Linked DNA regions of Mus musculus: all the other regions are linked to region 5. Evidence: chromatin contacts called from public Hi-C and promoter capture Hi-C data. All regions are on one chromosome and are shown on one strand. Each heading gives the region's core, a stretch centred on a gene start, on an enhancer-like site or on the middle of the called end of the contact. The rest is flanking DNA. Distances are from core to core; before and after follow the strand shown.

Region 1 (2,700 bases), core at 191-2,690, 1.7 Mb after region 5:
GAGAACCACATGCAGCAGTCCTACCAAGATGATGTAGGCCAGCCAGATGCCCCGACTGTTCATCACTCGAGTGTTGGGGTTTACTTCGCTGTGTGCCACCCCCACATTCATCCTACCACAGTGAGGGATCAGGCAGGAGTCCAACTCAGTCTCCTCATTAGCCCTGATTGAGCTTGTTCCCCAGCTGTCTCCTGAAAAGCCAAAATCCCCTGAAGTCTTGGGAATGAAAGAATTTCCCTACCATGCAAAAAAAGGAAAAACTGAACACTTTGTTAAAACTTGAGAAGAGGTGAAGCAGCTGGGTGTGGTGGCTCATGCTTGTAATCCCTGAATTTAGGAGGTTGAGGCATGAGAACTGTTTGACCTTTCTCCAAAACAAACAAAAAGGCAAGAGGGTCTTCGAAATGACTAAGGTGGAAAAGGTATTTGTCACCATGCCTAAAGACCTGAGTTGGATCCCCAGGACCCATGCAGTGGAAGGTGATAACCAACTCCGGAAAGCTGTCTTTTGACTTCCGTACCTTCAGTTGTTAGTGTGTATACTCACACAAGTGGGGTTTTTACTCAGATCTTTACATTTCAACTAAATATAAAGCAGTAAGTTTAGACTGTGAGACCTATTTGAAGGATCGGAGGAATCGGGAGTATTTTAATTTACTTTCTTGAGGAAGTTAGTGAATTATAAAGAGGTCACACATACCCAGAGTTCCACAAGAAAGCTATTCAGTTAATCAAGGGACCAATAAAGAAGGCACTGAGAGTAAAGCTACCTCTAGTTCCCATCCTTTTTTCCTGGGGCTTGTCCATCCTGTCTCTCACCCGCTTGGCATTGTCAGCAGCCAAGCAATTTCATCCCTTCACTGAACGTGGGGCGCTGCAAAAACTTACCCAATTTTTAAATTAGTCTAGGAAGGGGTCTGAGCTCAGTCCCTCAAGAAATGGGAGTCCTTCCCTTCTAGGAGCGGTTTTAGTTTTTAAACTTCTGCAAGCTCTAATGCCTACTTTTGTTTTTTGTTTTGTTTGTTTTAACCCGCTCTTGCCTGTCCCACAATTCCCCAAATCAATTACAGAGTCCGCCCATGCTCCTCCCAGAGTCCCAGTTTCGCATGTCACTTTCTTCACGGGATCTCTCGAATCTAAGGTTGTCGTTTCGCCGCCCTTCCCAATACTCCCACCGATTTCTCTCTGTAACTTTTTAAAGTTTCACGGGGCCCATACCTGCCAGCTTCAGGAGCCCGTCCGGCTTGGGGCACAGCGCTGGCTCTTACACCTGTGGTCTCCAGGAAGTGGCCGACTTTCGCCCTGTCTGCGCTCTCCCTATTGGCGGAACAGAATCCGCGCTGTCCCCAATCATTGGTTGGTTACGCAATGGAGACGTACAATTGGTCGCCTTTTCTCTCGTTAGGCCATGCAAACCCCGCCCTCCCCTGGATCCACCTTTTTAGAGAGCCGTGGAAAGTGGCCAAGAGGCGTGAGAGCGCCGCCGCCGCTGACTAATGGGAAGAGCCGTTGGTGTGAGGTGGGAGCAAGAGAAACAGCGATTGGTTGGATGAGCCTAAGCGCCTGAGGTGGGGGCCAGCGGTGGGGGTCCGGTGGACTGAGGCGCATCAAGATGGCGGCCGAGACGGTGGAGCTCCACAAGCTGAAGGTACCGTTACGCGGGGAAGGCTGAGGTGGGGTTTCCTGGAGCCTAAATTCTACGCGGGGCCCTGCGCGGCCTTATTCCACGTGTTTTCCTGTCAGGCGCCCGCTTACACTTCTTTCCTGGCTCCCGTTGTTGTTTTGTGCCTCCTTTCTTAGGCCTACCTTGAACTTCGTTTCTCCTCAGTAATTTATCGCTATCGTTACCTGGTGTTTACCTGCTGTTACCTGTTCTTCTCATTGTTTTTATTACCTGCCACCCTTCCCTGCTCGGCTGTGAAGCGCCTTCTATCTTTTATACCCCTTTCTCATTTAATCTTCATTACGTCAGTGGTCCTTCCCCCGTGTCCCATGCTGACCCAAAGTTATGGTTTGTTTGTCCGTCCCCCCCGCCCCCCAACGGATTGATGTAGTCACTCCTCTTGTCCCAAAGCTGGAATTCCTCAGTTAACATATAGTGGCATTTTTGCATGTTTTGCTGAATATGTCCCAAACATAACCCAGAAAGTGCTTCCGTTCTCTTTTAACAAGGTGGGGTTAAGACCCCGCACTCGAATTTTTAAAATCAAGGAGAGGAGAGGCCTTAAGATAGGTTTCTCGGTGGAAACCTGGGGTAGAGGCTTCTCCAAAAGGTTGTAAGATGGCAAACACATCAATCCTAAAAGTTTTTCGAGTTTTCTCAGGAGGTTCTCAATGACCTGCCCTCCCTCCCCTGACTATCCTACCTCTAGAGAGAGAACGTGTAGGGTAGATAGCTGTAATATGAGAGGTGTATGAAGTATGTTTGAAAACCTTAGGATTTTGTTTGTCCTTTTAACCTTTGGGAAGGATCCCAGCTCTCTTGATGTCACCCCCAACTCCCTTTTTGGGTCTATTTTTGTTATTTCCGTGTGTCTGTGTGAGTATATGATGGATGCATGCTCTTGGAGGTTAGAAGAGGGTGTTGGATCCCCTGGAGCTGGAGTTACAGGCAGTTTTGAGCAGCCTGATGTGGGTGCTGAGAGTAGAATAATTTGGGTCCTGAAGAGCAGTAAATGCTCTTCACAACTGAGACATCTT
Region 2 (2,700 bases), core at 22-2,521, 1.5 Mb after region 5:
TCAAGATCCCAGGGGCTAAATTTAGGCCCAGCAACTGTGGGGGAAGCACAGGTGGTTTCTCCCACTCCCACTCTGGGGAAGGGGCAATGAATGTGCCAACCCCAAACTGAGATCTGGGGATCTGGGAAAGGGGAAAGATCAACAGGACTCTAATGATACCAATTCTAGTGCTCTTCAAGTGTCCATAGTCCCAGAGACACGGAACAGGCTCAGATGGCATTGAATGGGGGAAGGGCAGAAGTTGGGTCTAGGAGCCAGTTCACAGAGTAGAATGTTCAGAAGGTGGGAGAGGTGGCCTTAGATTGGAGAGAGAAAGAGGTCTGATTGTCCTTTCTTCCAGAGCTCCAGCTTAGGGTATATAACCTGGAAATAGTATAGTATGTAATAGATGCCCAACATGTTCACTGAATTAACCTGGGTCTTGATAAAGAGAAGTTGGTTAAGTTGGGGACCGGTTTATCTTATGGGAAAGCAGGCAGTCAGCCTCTGTGAGACCTCTCACTGATGTCACCTGGACTTGGCCCTCAGGTTAATCTCAGCCTTCTCAGGACAGCCCCACTCACGGAAGAGGAGGTGCCATTCTTGTTTTTCCAACATTAGAAAACAACAACTTCAAACCCTTGCATAGCCCCGCCCTGTCGGCAAAACAACGAAACTGGGGGTTGTTGAAACCTGGAATGGGGTGGGGGCCAGGGAACCTGAGAGCAAACGGAGACCCTTTCAAGCCAAGGCTCCTTACGTTTACAGAAGGGTCCCTGCCCACCCTCCTCCCAAGACTCTCAAGTGTGAACTACTGTTCGGCACCAACCAGATCAGAATAAAACCAATTAGAGGGTCGGCGACGCCCTGGGAATAAGGGTAGGCATACAGGAATGCAGTCCCTGACCAGCCCACTCCAAGAACTGAGGCACACGGTCCCCTCCTTGGTGGTCCGAGCAGACCCTGTACCGCACCCCCCAGTTCAAAGCGTCAGAACCCAAACTCCTTGCCCAGGGTCTGCGAGCGCTCAGATTGCGCCCCCAGCTTCCAGCCTGCTGGGGCTCCCGCGCGGCTTACCTGCCTGAGAGTTGCCCATCTCGGAACCCCGGGCCAGGCTGAGAAGGAAACCCAGCACCTGCAGAGTCCCAATCGCACTCATGATTACAGTGGAGGGTGAAGGGAGCCCAGCCGAGTCTGGCCCGGGGCCCCCAAGATTAGGAGGACATCCAGGCGACAGCCACCTGAACAGCCAGCGATTAGGTGGCCGCGGCGGCAGCGGAGGTTGCAAACTGCAACCGGAGCCGTAGTCGGAGTCCGGAGCGGGACGGCAGGGGAGGGTGTCTGTCTGGGAGGGAGGGAGGAAGGGAGGGAGGGAGGGAGTGAAGGGGGAAAGGGGTGAGTCACGGCCGCGCCCCCTCCCGTGCGAGGCTGGAGTCCTGATGGTTGTAGCCCGAGACACCCGCCCAAGCGTGCCCCGCCAGCCCACAGCTTGGCCAAGAGGGTCAAGGAGGGGTCTCACTCCAGCAATTTCCCCCGGAGATGGTTAAGAGGAGATCAAGATTCCAAACGTCCCCAGGCGGGGGAAAGGTAGTGAATGCGCGTAGGGAGAGCGCTCCGAAGCCCAGCCCCCAGAAAGCTGGCCTCGCCCATTAACCAAATCACTCAACTCCCCTAGCCGGTTGGATCACTTGAGGGATTTTTTTTTTCTTTCGGAGTGTGAGTATTTCTATTTTTTCGAGTGGGAGGTTGTTTTTCAGCCTAGCGTTCATGCCACCTCAGTTTCCCCGGGACGCAAAGCCCCGTAACTCATGTACCCAGCTCGGGAACCCGAGCCCCGGAGGCTGCGTGAAATCGCACTGTCTCCGGCCGCTTCCTCCTGCAGACCCGGCGCCGGCTCGGCCTCTCGGGGGGATTTGCCTGGGGGGCGGGGGCGGTTTCCAGCCTGGGAACAGACCCCGGAGTCCGCCTTCCCACTTCTGCCCGGGGAGGGGCTCCCGCACCTGTCGCCGTCCCCTCTGCTGCCCCCCACGGCCTCCCGAGAGAACAGCTGTCTCTGAGGGACCGACCGCGCCGTCCGGACGGCCGCGGTTCCCGCCTCTCCTCCGCGGACCCCAAAGGGCACAGCAACGCTCACCCCGGAGGCGACAGCGAAGAGGGGCGCGGGGAAGTCACCGCACATGACCCCCGGGACCCTGGGTTGCTTCGTCCCGGACGGGTCCGACTGGCGCCCCCTGGTGCCCAACTCCTTACATTTCGCATCCCTTACATTGGCATTCCAAGATTTTGCCCTGAGAATTTATGGTCCCCTCCCCCTAGGCTAAGGCTATCAGCTACACTCCTTTCTTCTCTTTTGTTTATTTTTTGGTTTTGAGACAAGGTCTCATATAGTTCATATAGCTCAGGCTGGCCTCGAATATATTATATGGCTGAGACTGTTGGCTTCCACCTCCCAAGTACAGATGTGCGCCACCATATCCGGCTCTCCTGCTACAATTTTTAAAAAAATTTGTTATCATTCCTGTGTGTATGATCGTTCGCGCTATGATATGCGTATGGAAGCTGGAAGACAACTTTGGGGGAGTCGATTATCGCTTTCCACTTTTACCGGGGTTGTGAGATGGAACTCAAGTCAACAGGCTTTCTCTGCAAACCCATTTAGGTATCTGTAGAGGCCAGAAGAAGTCGTTGAATTCCTCGTAACTGGAGTTACAAATTATTGTG
Region 3 (2,700 bases), core at 172-2,671, 1.8 Mb after region 5:
GGGGGGGCTTGCCAAACCACTAGGGAATAGAGAAAGCCTGGTTCCCTGGAGTTGGGGGGGGGGGGGACTACAGTCAGTGGGGGAGGGGAAAGGGAGTCACCTGACCCTAGGGAGAGAAGGCAGTGGGGGCGGTAGTATTGGCCTGGATTTTCCAGGCCATAAAATTTCAAAGCCGCTCCTGTCTATCAGAGTGTTCATCCTCCGTTTGGCCAGGGGCTCGGATGCCTGGGTTCTCCCATCCCCCTCATCTAGTTCTTTCTCCCTGGGTCTTCTTTGGCTCCAGCTGTGGGTAGGACAGGGAGTGAGCACGCTAAGATGAGAGTAACCAAATGATACTCGTTAAGTGGCAAGCGCAGTGGAGTTGAGTTATTTGAGCTCTTTCGGTACCAGGAAGGAACAGCTCTTCTAGGTCCTAGGGGATACCCAGTGCGAGATCAGGTGCAGAAAGGAGAGGTGTCAGCTGAGTTGCTGAGACGTACACCGGGTTTGGGTCCTATGCCATGGCCTTAGAGGAACACTTAGTTTTTCCGAAAGCCGGTGGGCGCCTTCCGGAGCACCGGGCAAGGAGTTGATGCTGGTGCCAGAGCAGTGGGAAGATGGCACTGCGGCCCAGCTGAGACTGCACGGGTCACGGAAGCTCCCCACCTAACGCTCCAGAAAAGTCACTGTAGGGTGCCAGTTTCTAGGACTACTTCAACTTGAATCTTTTTCTCACAAGGGATGGAAAGCAATAGCTCACAACCTGCCTGGTTTGGCCCCCCTCCCCCAACGCGCCATCCTCCACCCCCCCACCCTAGAACGGGGCGTGCACTCAACTCCGCTGCCCATCTTCTCCGCTCAAAAAGTTGTGTGGAGTGGCCCGGCTCCCCAATCCGTCAAGTTTTCGCAGAAAGGGCTTCCGGGTCCTTCCCGGACTGCACCGCACCGCGCGCACCCCGCAGCCCACTTACTCTCCTGGGCCATGCTTATGACCGTCTCGGTGGTAGCGTGGTACTCGTCCTCTTCCAAGAAGTCCTCAGGCTGCAGCGCGTCGCCTTGGAAGTCGTGCAGATCCAGGATCTGCTGCAGCGGCGGCGCCTTGGGCAGCAGCTGCTTCACTACCTCCCGGCTGATGTTGGGCGCCTCCTTGAGCCGCAGTTTGCTCAGGATCTGCGACTTGATGCTCTCTAGGCGCAGCTCGCGGCTGTGCTGCCGCCACACGCACACGGGGCAGCCGTCCGGCTCCGGCGGAGCGGACGGGGCCGGCCGGCTCGAGCGCTCCCCCCCGACCCCGGCCGCCGCCGCCGCTGCCGCCGCCGCCGCCGCGGGGCCCTCGGCCGCCTCCCCCCGGGGCCGCAGCTCCAGGGCGAGGAGCAGGAAGCCCAGCAGCAGCGGGGCCGCGAGCACCATGCTGCAGGGGAGGGGAGGACTGGGGGGCGGGGACGCCGGAGTCCCGCGGGGAGGGGGCGGAGGGAAGAGGGAGGAGGAGGGGGTCCGGGCGGCGCGGGATTGGGGGCTGCCCGGCCGAGGGGGGGCCGGGGGCCGGGGGCGGCGGGCGCACGGGCGGGGCGGGCGGGCGGCCGGGGCGGGCAGCTGGGGGGGCCCAAGCCCGGGCCGGGCCCTTTATAGCCCCGGCCCCCGTGTCGTCAGCGGCCGCGATTGGCTGCGGAGCCAACAAAAGAGGTAGCGCTGTCATCCGAGGCGAGAGAGGGAGCCGGAGAGAACCGAGGAAAAGAGAGAGAGAGAGAGAGAGAGAGAGAGAGAGAGAGAGAGAGAGAACACGAGCGAGCACGGGTCCAGAGAAAGATGAAGAGACCGAAAGATGAGGGGGAGGGGGGGAGAGGCCGTGAGGGACCGAGTCAGAGAGATCGGGGACAGACGGAGCGGTGGGTAGGGGTTGGGGGTGGGGGAAGAGGCAGATCCAAAGATACCCAGATAGGAAGGGAAGAGGGAGAGACAAAAGAGAGAAAAGAAGTCACAGAAGGGAGAGACTTAGCTAGAGAGCAAGAGCGAAGACTGAAGACGACCAGAAAAACTAGTGGGACAGTTAAGAGTGGAGAGAGTCAAAGACAAAGGTAGAGCGCAAAGAGGGGTGGCTAACCGAATTCTACGGAGTCGAACAGGAGAGAGCAGGAGAGGTGGGCAAGAGAACGGATGGGTCAGAGGGAGCTGATGGTACCCTGCGCAAGAGGGAGAGGCAGAGACAGGGGATACCTTGGAGGTAGCAACCCCTGAGGAGGCAGGTGCAGAGAAAAGACCAGGGGAGGAAGTAACACACACAAGTCAGCCTTGGTTGGAGCGCAAAGAGACACCCAAGGGGAAGAGGTGGAGATGTGAAGAATAGCCTCAGCTACCAGAGGTAGCCCAGGATGTTTAAAGAACCCATAAAATGGAACATCAGGCTGATTTATCACAGGGATGAAGGCGGTCAGGAGAGGAAGAGGCCAGGGACAAGCTGAGAAGTTGACAAGTACTGAGCCCGGAAGAAAACTATCTAGGAGGCCTGTGATCTTGAGATTGAGGTTTAATAGAACAAAGAGAGTGATCGTGATCGGGCTGGAAAGGGTGGGAGCCATGAGGGGAAGAGCCAGATGAGGGATGAGGTAGGGCTTGAAAGTGGTGCTTGGCGAGGAATCTGGACCCTCTCTCTGGGTTCCTAGCTACGTCTTTGTGTTTGTAAGGTCTTACATGTCTGAGAAAGCTTGAAGTTTTAGGCGTAAG
Region 4 (2,700 bases), core at 72-2,571, 1.5 Mb after region 5:
GCTGTCATCCCTAGGATAAAGGCAAGAGGGAAAACACACTCAAGTCTACTTTCATGGCACTAAAATCTAAGAAGGAATCTCTGTCAAAGGCCAGAGGGTCTTTGTGAGGCTCCAGAGACTTAGACTTCTAGCCTGAGGCTGACGGGGACAAAGTCAGATTTGGGAAACTCATTCGTTTCCCCTCTCAGCCTCGGAAACCCCAGTGAGGGAATTTCAAATGCCTGGGACTTCCAAGAAATCTCAGACTGTCAAAGCCAAGAATTAAGGCTGCTCTCAGGTATCAGAGACATTTTCTTGGTCAAAGCCATCGTAGATTGGCTGAACCTTCTGGGAGCAAAGCTAAATCGTGAGGTCCACAGCAAAGCAACTAGGAGGTGGAGAAAGGGCAGAAAGGCGGGGAAGGGATGGGGAGCAGTCCCACTAAGCTGAGCGGTCTCACACACCGAAAGAGACCGGCCCTCTCCTGGATCCCTTGAGTGGTTGCCTCTGGGGAATAGCCTGGAGCTCTGCAAGCCGCTGCACTTCTCTGAAAGGGATATCTTTCTCCAGCTTTCTCTTCTTGACCATGGGCTCCAGGTGGCAGGATGCTAGCCTGCTATCAGGGACCAGTCAGTGCACGAGCAAAGAAAGACTGCCACCCCCGGCTCTTCTCTATTGTGGGCAGGAGGCTGAGGCCCCTCACATGTCGGTTCCAGGCTGAAGCATCTGCCGTCAAAGCTCTTCTTCCCATCTCAGGTCTTTCTACTCTCCATTCCCACCCAGGCCTGTTTCGGTATTCCACCCCTGGCTGCTCTACCTCTGTCCCCAAGGCCTAATCAAGATGTCACCACAAGCTCCCACTGTCCAAGTCACGGTCTTCGCTTAGCAACACCAAGCACCCTTTCCCATCCTCCCCAAGTGTAAGGAGGAACGCCCCCTCCCCCCCCCCGCTATACACACAGCCCCCGTCCTCTCCCTCTCCTCAGGCTTGGGAGTTGTTACTGAATTGGTTCCCTAGCCCCATCACCCCCCTACCCCCCCTCCGCTAGCCGCCTTCTGCCTGAACTTACATTATCCTTCCCTTGCCGGTGAGACCCTGGGGTGCGAACGCGGCCGCCGCCTTGGAAACGGCGAGGGAGTGCGGGTGGTGTGTGCATGTCTGCGTCTCGGTGGCAGGCAGGGGTGAGCCCAGCCACTCACCTTCCAGGAAGCGTGGATTCCTGGAAGTGAGGGGAACCGCCGTCATTTCGCAGGCAGTGGCAGCCGCACGGTGAGCAGGGGCCCACGGCTGCAGCCGGCAGAACCGCTCAGCCCAGGGTGTATGTGCTGAGAGCCTCGTGTGTATGTGTGTGTGTGTGTGTGTGTGTGTGTGTGTGTGTGTGTGTGAGAGAGAGAGAGAGAGAGAGAGAGAGGGAGAGAGAGGGAGAGAGAGGGAGAGAGAGGGAGAGAGAGGGAGAGAGAGACAGGAGAGAGAGAGAGAGAGAGAGAGAGAGAGAGAGAGAGAGAGAGAGAGAGAGGGAGGGAGGGAGGCGTGGATGCGCTTGGGGAGGGGGCAGGAGAAAACGTACCAGTGTGTGTGTGTGTGTGTGTGTGTGTGTGTGTGCGCGCGCGCGCGCTAGGCTACAGCATCCCTTTTCCAAGACAGTGGAGAGGTGGGAATGGGGGTGCACAGGGAGTGGGGGTGCAGAGGGAGGGTAGGCAGATGTGTTTGCCCTCCTGCCCAACAGACAAAGAGGAGCTACAAAACAAATGCTTGAGAGGGGGGCAAGTGTATGTGTGTGTGGTGTGTGTGTGTGTGTGTGTGTGTGTGTGAGAGAGAGAGAGAGAGAGAGAGAGAGAGAGAGAGAGAGAGAGGAGAGCCGCAGGCTTGTGGGGAGGAGGAAGGGGGTGTCCCAGGGAAGGCCCAATCCTCTGCCAGCTAGGGAAGCCAAGGCCCCACAGGTCATGGGGCCCGGGACACAGGGGCAGCCTCCAGGATCTAGAAGTGGCAGAAGGCTCCTCCCCTAGCAAACTCAGGCTCCTTTCCATCTGCCTCTCCTTCTGACAATCCCCCTTCCCATCACTGACTAGTGGAGATCTGGGACCCTGAGCTTTTTCTAATCCCTGGTTGGGTCTCCCTGTCTTCCCTCTCTCCCGTGCCTCTGGGGCTCTGGCTTCAGGAGTCCTGGATGAATCCTGTCCTCTATCAGGAGAAGGCTCTTGCTCGCTTTCCTTCCAGAGGAACTGTTCACTGCTGAGCTGACCTACTTTGGAAGACTGCATTTTCTGATTCCAAGAATTTGGGATGGGAGGGGCCATGAAACTTTGGGCTGCCAATCCTTGCACCTCTCTCTCCTCAGGTTCTCTTAAATGTTTCAGGGCACCAGGATAAGCTCTGCTCCATTTGATTTGAGCAACTCAGTTTCTGTTTTCAGTGTCTGTGGTGGGTAGGGTGGAAATCTGTGCTGTAAATTAGTGGACTCTCGTTTCCCCCATTTCTTCCCATGGGAATTATCTGTACTTTTAGAAAGGAAGTTGGGGGGCGTGTGCTTTCAGAATCAGGTTCTATGAGATGGTAACATCCCTTAGTAGAACGAGAGGCCTCCTCTCTTTATCAGGTGGCCAGTGGGGGAGGCGGTGACCTGAGAAAGGGCCAGTAAAAAACCAGACACTGGGGACAACTCTCTGCTTTCGGATCAGCCCAGGAGAGGGATGGAGGTCAAAAATGGGTTCTTACATGCC
Region 5 (2,700 bases), core at 178-2,677:
TGGCTCCGAGATATATAACCTGTCATTTAGTTCTCACCTCCCTTTTTCTCTCCCCTCCCGCATTCTCGACTCTGTGAGAAGGGACAGCTGTTTTCTTTTCGTGGCTGGAGACGCACATCTAAAGTATAACTGATCCCCACCCATGCCCTTTCTTCTTCTTTTCTTCTTCTCTTCTTTCTTCTTCTTTCTTCTTTCTTCTCAGACAGGGCTATGATGCTCTGTGACCCACCTGGGATCACAGGCATAAATCATTCCCTGCCCTCCATAAAGATAAGAAATCATGGTATCCTTGAAGCACTTGGATGAGGACTCCCACAGGTTCAAGTATTCACTGAACTTCGTGGAATACAATGGCATCCTGAGGTAATGAGCAATAGGAGCAGGAGGTGACTTTACAGGTAGGCTCCAGCTCTTCTGGTCCCACCACCGTCCTTCTGATGTTGGTTTAACCTATTTTGAGATCTTCTATCTTAACCTTTCCCTACATTCAGCAGAGTCTTTGCTTTGCACGCCCCCACCCCACCCCCCACGCTCCCCCCCCCCCAAACATATCTAGTACACCAATGGCCCTTTAACTCCCACTGGCCTCCATTCCGGTTCCCAAGCCTTCCCTCCGCCCACCCCAGTTCCTTTCACCTTCAGCAAACAAGGGGCATCTCTCATTGGGCTCAACAATTCAGGGATCCCGGGCCCCTGGTAAGCAGGCGTCTCCTCCTCTCTTTCACGTTGGAAGTGAATAGCTCCAGCTGGTAGGCGGCACTCATAGCGCTGTTTGTACTTTGAAGACACAACCACCACGTCTGAAGCTTGGCTCTGGGAAAGAAGGGTCGGGAAGAGGGGCAGGGAGGCAGAGGCTGGGACCAAGAACAACGAGATCCCTCTTCAGACCCTGGGGACGTGCCCAGTGGAAGAGAGAATAAGCCACAAGTCCTCCAGCTGCCCCGGCTGAGCGGAGGAGAGGGCGTTCTCGCTTCCCCACCCGGCGGGGTCCCAGTGATTTCACTACGACCTGGGGAACTAAGGTCTACAGTGGGGAGCCCTACCCCTGTCGGTGCCTGGTCTCCGAGGATGGGTCTGCCTGCCATTCCCAGCAGGACCGCAGGAACACCACCATCCCTTCTCCATTCCCCCATTCTCCCGAGCCCGGTGCGCAGTTGCCCTTCCTCCTCCACCGTGCGCCCCTTCCTCTTGCACAGGACCCTCACCTCGCCCCACACCCCTTACCTGCCCTCCCATGACAGGCAACGGCAAGATCTGGATGCCATAACGCATCTCACTCAGCTCCTCCAAATTCAGGCTCCCGACACCGCCCGTCAGACGCGCAGGTAACAGGAGCCCTAGAAATAGCAATCCCAACAGACTGGACAGCAGCACCTCCGCCGCCATCTTCCGCTCCGTCTCTGCTAGAGATGTCCCTTCCGCCCCAAACCTGGCAGCGGCCTCACCCGCCCATTAGCGCCCCAAGCTTTCATTGGCTGTCCGGGAGCTCTCTCTTACGTAACGCATCCTCATTTGTAAACGTGGCGTCAAAGCCTCCAGGGAGGCGGGTCGCATTGTTAGTAAAAATCAATAGCTGTTTCTGATTGGCCAAGAGCAACAACCAATCATCGGCGAGATTGGGCCCCTCCCCTCCTCGCTCCTTAATCCTGAGGTGTGGTATGTGGCTGTGTTCTTTTGCCTGTTGTCTCATCCCCAGCTGTCGGAAATAAACCTTCTTACTATTTTTCATATATTTCTTGCAATGTATGGCATCTCCATCGGGCAGAATATTGAAGCGGATGGTGAGTGCGGGGGATATTTTTGGAAGTTACTTAATATCTTTTCAAAATATACTATACAGAAGCATGCTTCTTCATAAAAATATACATATATCGCACAGATATTTATGTATGTACATATATAATTATGTACATATTTACATTTATATACACACAAATATACATGTACATATTTTTATATACACATATATGATAATATATTACCAACAACCAAATAATCTGTGTCAAAACCTGAATTTGCCCTCCAATAAAATTATTTTAAGAAGGAGAGTGTGGTAGTGCATGCCTGTAATCCCGACACTCATGACACAGAGGCAGGAGGCTCAATAATTCAAGGTCATCCTCTTCCATATTGTGAGTTTGAGACCAGCCTTCGATATTTGAGTCACACTCTCAAATACACACAGACACTGGCTTAGCAGGGTTCAAGCTGCATCACAGTTGGTGTACACACCTGGAATCCAAGCAGTCATCCTTGGCTACATAGAGTTGGGTTCAAGCCTGGAATACATAAGACTCTGTCTCAAAAGAAGAAGAAATAATAATGGAGCCAACAGTGGAGGTAGATGCCTATAATTATAAGCTGAGGCAAAAAGATGAACAGTAGGAGCCAGCCCAGCTTATGAATAGCAATCTTTGAGGAGGAGGAGGAGGAGGAGGAGGAGGAGACAAGGAGGAGGAAGGCAGGGGAGAGGAGAAGGAAGAACTAAAAATAAGGGCCTTCTGGTTAAAGTTGGGCTGGGTCTTGGGTATGTGGGTAAAGTGTCTGTTTGTCCAGACTGTAAGGGAAAACCTGTAAAAACAAAAGGGAAATGAAGCTGGAAACAGACGGTAACTGAATTAGCAACCCTGAGAATATCAATTCCTAGACAACGGCAAACGAGAGACATTATATACCATTGGAAAATTTCTGCGGGGAAGC
Region 6 (2,700 bases), core at 13-2,512, 1.6 Mb after region 5:
AGATAAAGCTTATTTTCTGTGTGGATGACATCCAGCAGCCTGCAAGAGAAGGTCCAGGAAATGGAGTTGAAGGAGAGAAATTCTGAGGCTAAGCAAGCAGAATTCGTCATAGTGATCATCTCTCAGAGCAGACTTACTTGACGATATTAGGGTGATTAAGTTCCTTAAGGAGAGAGATCTCTCGGATGGCAGTACTGGGTACACCTTCAGTCTCACTTGGAGAGGTTGGGAAAACAGAGACAAGAATACGGTTACAAACATCATTCTCTCAGGGATACACAACCCCCAGCCCCCTTAGGAAGGCAGACAGGAGAGGTGCTGTGAGGAGTTAATTTCTGGGTAGTTAGGGTGTGGCTTTTAGACATATTTAAGGCCATTATTTCCTCTTTTTCCAGTGAAAGGTAAGAAGAGCCTCCAGGTGAATGAAAAGCAGAAGAAAGGTAATAGGGGAGTGGGGTGAGAGTAGCTCCCGGCCTCCCCTGAGGGCCAGTGAATCTCAACTGCCATTCTTTTGAAAGAGAGTGAGGGTTCTAAGTATGGTGCTGGAGCAGTGAGGAGAGCTCTCCATTCAGAAAGGAACTTTTCTCTGGTTACCACATAACCCAACTCCACGAACAGCCCTGGACCCCTCCTATCCCGGGCTCCCACCCCACAACTTTCTCTTCCCAAGTCTCTCGGCTAGCAGATTTGGGAGCACACCGGCTGGAGCACTGCAAGAAACTTTCCCCTGGATTCCAGCCCCGGACAGTCTCCTCCGGTAGAGCCTCCACGGTCGGCCAACCCACCGCTCGCTTCACGCGTCCCTCCCTCCCTCCCCGCTACCTTCCGGTCCGGGGACGCTACCCGCCTGTTGGGGTAGGGGGTTGGGAGGGGGACAGCCAAGAGGTCCGGGCAAAGGAGTTCCGGCTCCGGAGGCCACTCACGTGTCGAGCCGGATCTTCTTAAGCGCCACAACTTCTCCCGTCAACTTGTTTTTGGCTTTGTACACCACTCCGTACGTGCCCTCTCCAATCTTCTCCACCTTTTGGAAGTTCTCCATGGAGCGCTAGTGAGGCGGCTCAGGCCCCCGGGAGCGGGGCCCGGGAACCCTGACGAAAGCGGGCCCGACACTCGGAGCGGAGGACCTGGGGGACCCCGGGTGAGCACGGCAGTCCCAGCTCGGGATGGAACGCAAGGAGAGCTCAGCCCTTGACAATTTGTCCAACTTGAAACAATGTTGCCGCCTCCCCCACTGCTCCAGACGGCCATCCGAGACCCCGCCCCTCCTTCCCGCGTTTCCCTGGCCCCGCCCCCCGCCCTTCCGATTGGTTCACGTCACGAGGGCGGACCGGACCATCGCGCTCCCGCCTCAGAGGCCCCGCCCTGGGCGGGCGAGCCGCGGGGCAGCTGCACAACTTTCCCGCAGTTCCTGGTTTAGGCTCCGCAGGCCGGAACTGGTGGTGTTTCTGGTCTACGGATTTCCTTACCTTTCCCTCACAATTTTCACCACCCCTTGGGTGAGATTAAAATTCCACCTGGACAAGAGAGTCTCTTTTAAAAAGCAAAACCTGGGAATCTTTAAAAGAAAAAGAATAATGTATTTTATTTTAAATGGTGTGTGGGTCTGTGTGTCTGCATTTAAGTTTTCACAGAAGCAGCAGGTGCCCTGGAGCTGAGGTTCTAGGCGGTCGTGAGCCTAACTTGGGTGCTGGAGCTGAACTCTGGTCTTCTGCAAGAGCGGCTTGCGCTCTTAACAGCGGTGCTGTTTCTCCAGCACTCTCGCCTGCTTTTTGGAAACATCTCATAATGCAGCCCTTGTTGGCTGGAATGCGTTCAAAAGTCCAGGTTGTCTTCGAACTCACAGAGATCCGTTTGTCTCGGTCTCCATGTGGGGCACAAAATCCGGTCTCTCTCTCTCTCTCTCTCCCACACACACTCCCTCCTTCTCGCCTCCCTCCGCTTTCTTTTTATTTTTCTGAGACAAGGTTTCTCTGTGTAATCTTGGCTGTCCTGGAACTCTAGTCCAGGCTGGAAAATCGGGACTCTTATTGTAAAGGATTCTTTGGCTAGATAATAGAGTCGTTTCTCAGCCTAGCTTAATACTGTCTCACTGTTTCGGGGTTCATTGGCTGCCTGTGTTGTTTTATTGCTGGCAATCTACCCTCCCAGCCCCTTCTGGATGCTTTTGGATAAAGGTGCTGTTTCTGTCTTAAGGATCTCTTGGTTTGACACAATTCTCTTCACTCTGTCTTGCTGAATTGTGACTGTTAAGTATGTGAATTGAGGCTGCCCATCAGTGAACTCTTTCCAGAATAAGTGTGTCAGTGAATGTGACCCAGCGAAACCAGAAACTGTCATTGAGCTGTGTGGGATGAAATCAGTTCTGGCCCTTTCCTTCTTCCCAGGTTTCCCCTCCTCTGGAGGGAGAGGAGGAAGGCCTATGCAAATGACCATCCCTTTCTATATAGGGGCTCGCTCCCACCCCCTGGTACCTTTGGCTGCTGGCAAGAGGACCACTATGGGTGTCCAGAGAAGGAGCTTCCTTCCCGTGCTTGTGCTGAGTGCTCTGCTGGCTGTGGGGGCCCTAGAAGGTGAGTGTGGGTGGGTGGTCAGGAGCAAGTGCTATTAGCAATTGAACACCAGCTCTGGGTTTCCCCCTTCTAATCAGACAAGTCAAAATACTTTAGGCTTGTCCTATTTGATTTTAGTGAAGATATGGTT
Region 7 (2,700 bases), core at 194-2,693, 1.7 Mb after region 5:
TCCTTCTGCCGTCTTTAGGGTACTGAGGCTGAAGGACTGGAGACCTCCCGGGGCTCTTCTCAATCGCTTAAGAGTTTGGGACGCAAAACAAGGAGAGACCAGGAAGGGTGTTAACTACTCACCACCCTGCAGGGCTGAGGAGAGCAAAGGGGTGGAATTGCTTTCCTAGACCTCCAGCTTCATTCCAGCCCAGAGGTCCTAGGCACACGGGTGGCTGTTGGCCGCAGGCACCCCCTTGGGCTACTGTGCTCTGTTGCTCCCTAAACTCAGGCAAGTCGGAGCCCAAACCCAGGGAGCTAAATGCAATTAGCTTGGGGGCGGGGGTGTGTGTGGGGGAAGGAGACAGGGAGTGTGTATGGGGTGGGGGGGGGGGAGGATGACATCACGGGGCGGGCCCCCTCAATCTTTACCTCTGTCTGTGGGGGAACCCAGGCTACCCACTTCTCTAATCTAGGAGGAGGGACGCCCCCTAACCATAGCAATGAAGAGTTTTGTGACGCCCATCAAGACTAAGACGGAAGGTCTCTGAATGCTAAGGAGATTAATTACCAACTTAACGTTTTCAAAGCCCAAATAGGGTCCCAAAGCACCCGCTGGTCCAACTTGGTTTCTTCCACTTCCCAGAGAATTGGAGTATTGTCTTCTGGGGAACCGGGTGGTCGGGAGCCGGAGAAGGGTTTTTAACTAGTGCTGGGTGGGGGTGTTCATGGGTGGAAAAAAAAACTTGTGGAGCAAGACGGGCCTGGCAGGGACACTGGCAGAACTGTAAGGCTTTAAAGGAGTGCAGACGAGAGGTTCCATCAGGGTCTGCGTAGGGGTTGGGGAGCGTGCTGGCTTCGACCCAAAGCTTACTATGTAAATGAGATGCAAAGCAGCACGCAGATGAGTGCGGGGTTCTGTTACGCTGGACTAGGTTCTGAGCTCCGTGGAACCAGGTACCCCTAGCCGCATTCCCTGGCCCGGCCCTTACGCCGCGTTCACAGGGGGCGGATCGGCGGCGTGGAAGCTCGCCAGTTGGGTCCAGGAGAAGTGTCGCGTCTCTTTAGGGGGCTAGCTAGTCCGGGACACACACTTCTCCGCAACCTCTTGGCTGGACAGCCGACAGGGAAGGGTCTGGGCGAGCAGGGTCGCTGGCTCCTCTGCGTGCCCTGGGTGTCTGTCTGCACGCCAAAGACGGTGTGTGCTTCGGCAGCCGCCCTTCATCTCCGTTTCAGCAGCGACGACGAGGAGTACAGTTCGCAGGCTTCAGCTCGCTTACGGCGGGACCTGCGTGGAGGCGGAGGGCCCTTTAAGGGGTGGGGCCGGATGCTCTAGCACCGCCTCCTCGATTGACTCCGCGCCCGCCGCGCAAGTGAGAGCCTCGGCTAAGCGCTTTTCTCTTCCCTTCGCGACCTTTTCCCCCCCCCCGGTGACCCCGGAAGTGGAAGTAAGCGGCCGTGGCGGGGACGGAAGGCGGAAGCGGAGCGTGAGCGGGAGGCGGAGCCGGGGGAGCTGCTCCTGTAGCTCCCCCTGGCAGCTCCCCCTGGCCTCAGGCGCAGCTGCTTGAGGAGGGAGGAGTTACCGCTGCTGCTCGGTACGTCGCCTTCGCCCCTGGTACCCCGTCGGTGGGTTCTCGGGTAATCTTTTGCAGGGGCACCTCGAAGCTCCGCCCTCAGCTTTTCCTCTAGCCCTGCACGGTCCCCACCCTTTTCTGACAGATTGCGGCCTCCCTCTTTCAGGCAGTCTTTTTTTTTTTTCCTAAGAGTTACCCCCCCACCCCCCCGCCGCCCCGACCACACCCTTTGCGGCACCCCCCCTCCCCCCCATTTCTCAGATTGAAGATTGTTAGCTTCTTGGAGGAAGAAGAAAAAAAAATTAAGATTTCGGGAGTAAGGGGGTTTCTGAGGTCCGGGTTGGTGCAAGCAGGTTTGTGGTCTGCCTAACTCACGTTTATTGTTAGGGATAGCGAATTTGAGCTAACACTGCCTGGGGAGTGGGTACATTGAATATGTCATTTTGAGATTGTTTAACTCTTGGTTCTATCCTTGACCATTCCCAACTTGATATCTTTGTTACAGGCAATGATGGCAGTGACCTAAAATCCTCAGGAAGCCCGGGGTCATGGCCCAGAAGCACCCGGGAGAAAGAAGGTTGTGTGGAGCCCACCGCAGTGGTGGTACCTCCCTCAGTACATCAGGATCCTCTGTGGACCCCGAAATACTTTCATTCTCAGGACTCAGGGACTCAGCAGAGACTGCTCCTAATGGTACACGATGCCTCAAAGAGCACTCCGGCCCTAAGTACACACAGCCTCCAAATCCAGCCCACTGGTCAGATCCAAGCCATGGTCCTCCAAGGGGTCCAGGACCACCTAGAGGAGGAGGCTACCCTGATGAGAGCGAGACAGGTTCAGAAGAGTCAGGAGTGGACCAGGAACTCTCAAGAGAGAATGAGACTGGGTACCAGGAGGATGGGAGTCCTTCTTTTCTTTCCATTCCATCTGCTTGTAACTGCCAGGGAAGCCCTGGAGTCCCCGAAGGAACTTACTCCGAGGAAGGAGATGGCTCTTCTAGCAGCCTTTGCCACCATTGCACCTCTCCAGCCTTGGGGGAAGATGAAGAGTTGGAAGAAGAATATGATGATGAGGAACCTCTTAAATTTCCCAGTGATTTTTCACGTGTGTCCAGTGGAAAGAAACCCTTGTCCCGGAGGCAGAAGCAC

Evidence for each region. Promoter capture Hi-C pulls out the DNA fragments that hold promoters and counts their contacts. A called contact is a pair of places that touch in the nucleus more often than the background predicts.
Region 1: a contact with region 5 is called in a Hi-C map of B cells, with 6 read pairs. The contact joins the promoter of Sarnp here to the promoter of Os9 in region 5. A contact is called at or near these places in 5 of 39 promoter capture datasets (cranial neural crest, hippocampal neurons, liver and 1 more), 1 of 484 Hi-C or Micro-C datasets (B cells) and 2 of 9 other capture datasets (adipose tissue and liver).
Region 2: a contact with region 5 is called in a promoter capture Hi-C map of liver, with 4 times the contacts expected there. The contact joins the promoter of Erbb3 here to the promoter of Os9 in region 5. A contact is called at or near these places in 5 of 39 promoter capture datasets (cranial neural crest, hippocampal neurons, liver and 1 more), 1 of 484 Hi-C or Micro-C datasets (bone marrow-derived macrophages), 2 of 115 datasets of contacts at active chromatin or transcription factors (embryonic stem cells and pancreatic cancer cells) and 1 of 9 other capture datasets (liver).
Region 3: a contact with region 5 is called in a promoter capture Hi-C map of liver, with 4 times the contacts expected there. The contact joins the promoter of Gdf11 here to the promoter of Os9 in region 5. A contact is called at or near these places in 4 of 39 promoter capture datasets (embryonic stem cells, liver and pre-B cells) and 1 of 115 datasets of contacts at active chromatin or transcription factors (large pre-B cells).
Region 4: a contact with region 5 is called in a promoter capture Hi-C map of liver, with 3 times the contacts expected there. The contact joins the promoter of Ikzf4 here to the promoter of Os9 in region 5. A contact is called at or near these places in 2 of 39 promoter capture datasets (cranial neural crest and liver) and 1 of 115 datasets of contacts at active chromatin or transcription factors (regulatory T cell precursor).
Region 6: a promoter capture Hi-C map of pre-B cells shows a contact between it and region 5, with 4 times the contacts expected there. The contact joins the promoter of Cdk2 here to the promoter of Os9 in region 5. A contact is called at or near these places in 8 of 39 promoter capture datasets (the C10 cell line, the HPC-7 cell line, cranial neural crest and 4 more), 1 of 484 Hi-C or Micro-C datasets (B cells) and 2 of 9 other capture datasets (liver and macrophages).
Region 7: a contact with region 5 is called in a promoter capture Hi-C map of pre-B cells, with 4 times the contacts expected there. The contact joins the promoter of Dnajc14 here to the promoter of Os9 in region 5. A contact is called at or near these places in 6 of 39 promoter capture datasets (the C10 cell line, cranial neural crest, embryonic stem cells and 2 more), 1 of 115 datasets of contacts at active chromatin or transcription factors (bone marrow-derived macrophages) and 1 of 9 other capture datasets (liver).

Annotation. Positions count from the first base shown.
Region 1 is chr10:128,820,324-128,823,023 of GRCm38.p6, forward strand. It overlaps Sarnp (SAP domain containing ribonucleoprotein), which reads left to right and starts at 1,441. Exons shown (of 11, transcript NM_025364.3): 1 at 1,441-1,648. The coding sequence starts at 1,613. It overlaps Ormdl2 (ORM1-like 2 (S. cerevisiae)), which reads right to left and starts at 1,306. Exons shown (of 4, transcript NM_024180.6): 1 at 1,219-1,306; 2 at 1-191. The coding sequence starts at 111.
Region 2 is chr10:128,588,364-128,591,063 of GRCm38.p6, forward strand. It overlaps Erbb3 (erb-b2 receptor tyrosine kinase 3), which reads right to left and starts at 1,272. Exons shown (of 28, transcript NM_010153.2): 1 at 1,057-1,272. The coding sequence starts at 1,138.
Region 3 is chr10:128,890,297-128,892,996 of GRCm38.p6, forward strand. It overlaps Gdf11 (growth differentiation factor 11), which reads right to left and starts at 1,422. Exons shown (of 3, transcript NM_010272.2): 1 at 951-1,422. The coding sequence starts at 1,389.
Region 4 is chr10:128,644,672-128,647,371 of GRCm38.p6, forward strand. It overlaps Ikzf4 (IKAROS family zinc finger 4), which reads right to left and starts at 1,322. Exons shown (of 8, transcript NM_011772.3): 1 at 1,050-1,322. The coding sequence starts at 1,136. Gm26876 (predicted gene, 26876) reads left to right here and starts at 1,213. Exons shown (of 2, transcript NR_152728.1): 1 at 1,213-1,249.
Region 5 is chr10:127,119,733-127,122,432 of GRCm38.p6, forward strand. It overlaps Os9 (amplified in osteosarcoma), which reads right to left and starts at 1,428. Exons shown (of 15, transcript NM_001171026.1): 1 at 1,225-1,428; 2 at 637-813. The coding sequence starts at 1,386.
Region 6 is chr10:128,703,789-128,706,488 of GRCm38.p6, forward strand. Cdk2 (cyclin-dependent kinase 2) reads right to left here and starts at 1,263. Exons shown (of 8, transcript NM_183417.3): 1 at 924-1,263; 2 at 138-215; 3 at 1-39. The coding sequence starts at 1,039. It overlaps Pmel (premelanosome protein), which reads left to right and starts at 2,470. Exons shown (of 11, transcript NM_021882.4): 1 at 2,470-2,570. The coding sequence starts at 2,498.
Region 7 is chr10:128,804,111-128,806,810 of GRCm38.p6, forward strand. It overlaps Dnajc14 (DnaJ heat shock protein family (Hsp40) member C14), which reads left to right and starts at 1,444. Exons shown (of 7, transcript NM_001359825.1): 1 at 1,444-1,573; 2 at 2,058-2,700. The coding sequence starts at 2,101. Tmem198b (transmembrane protein 198b) reads right to left here and starts at 337. Exons shown (of 5, transcript NM_178066.3): 1 at 123-337.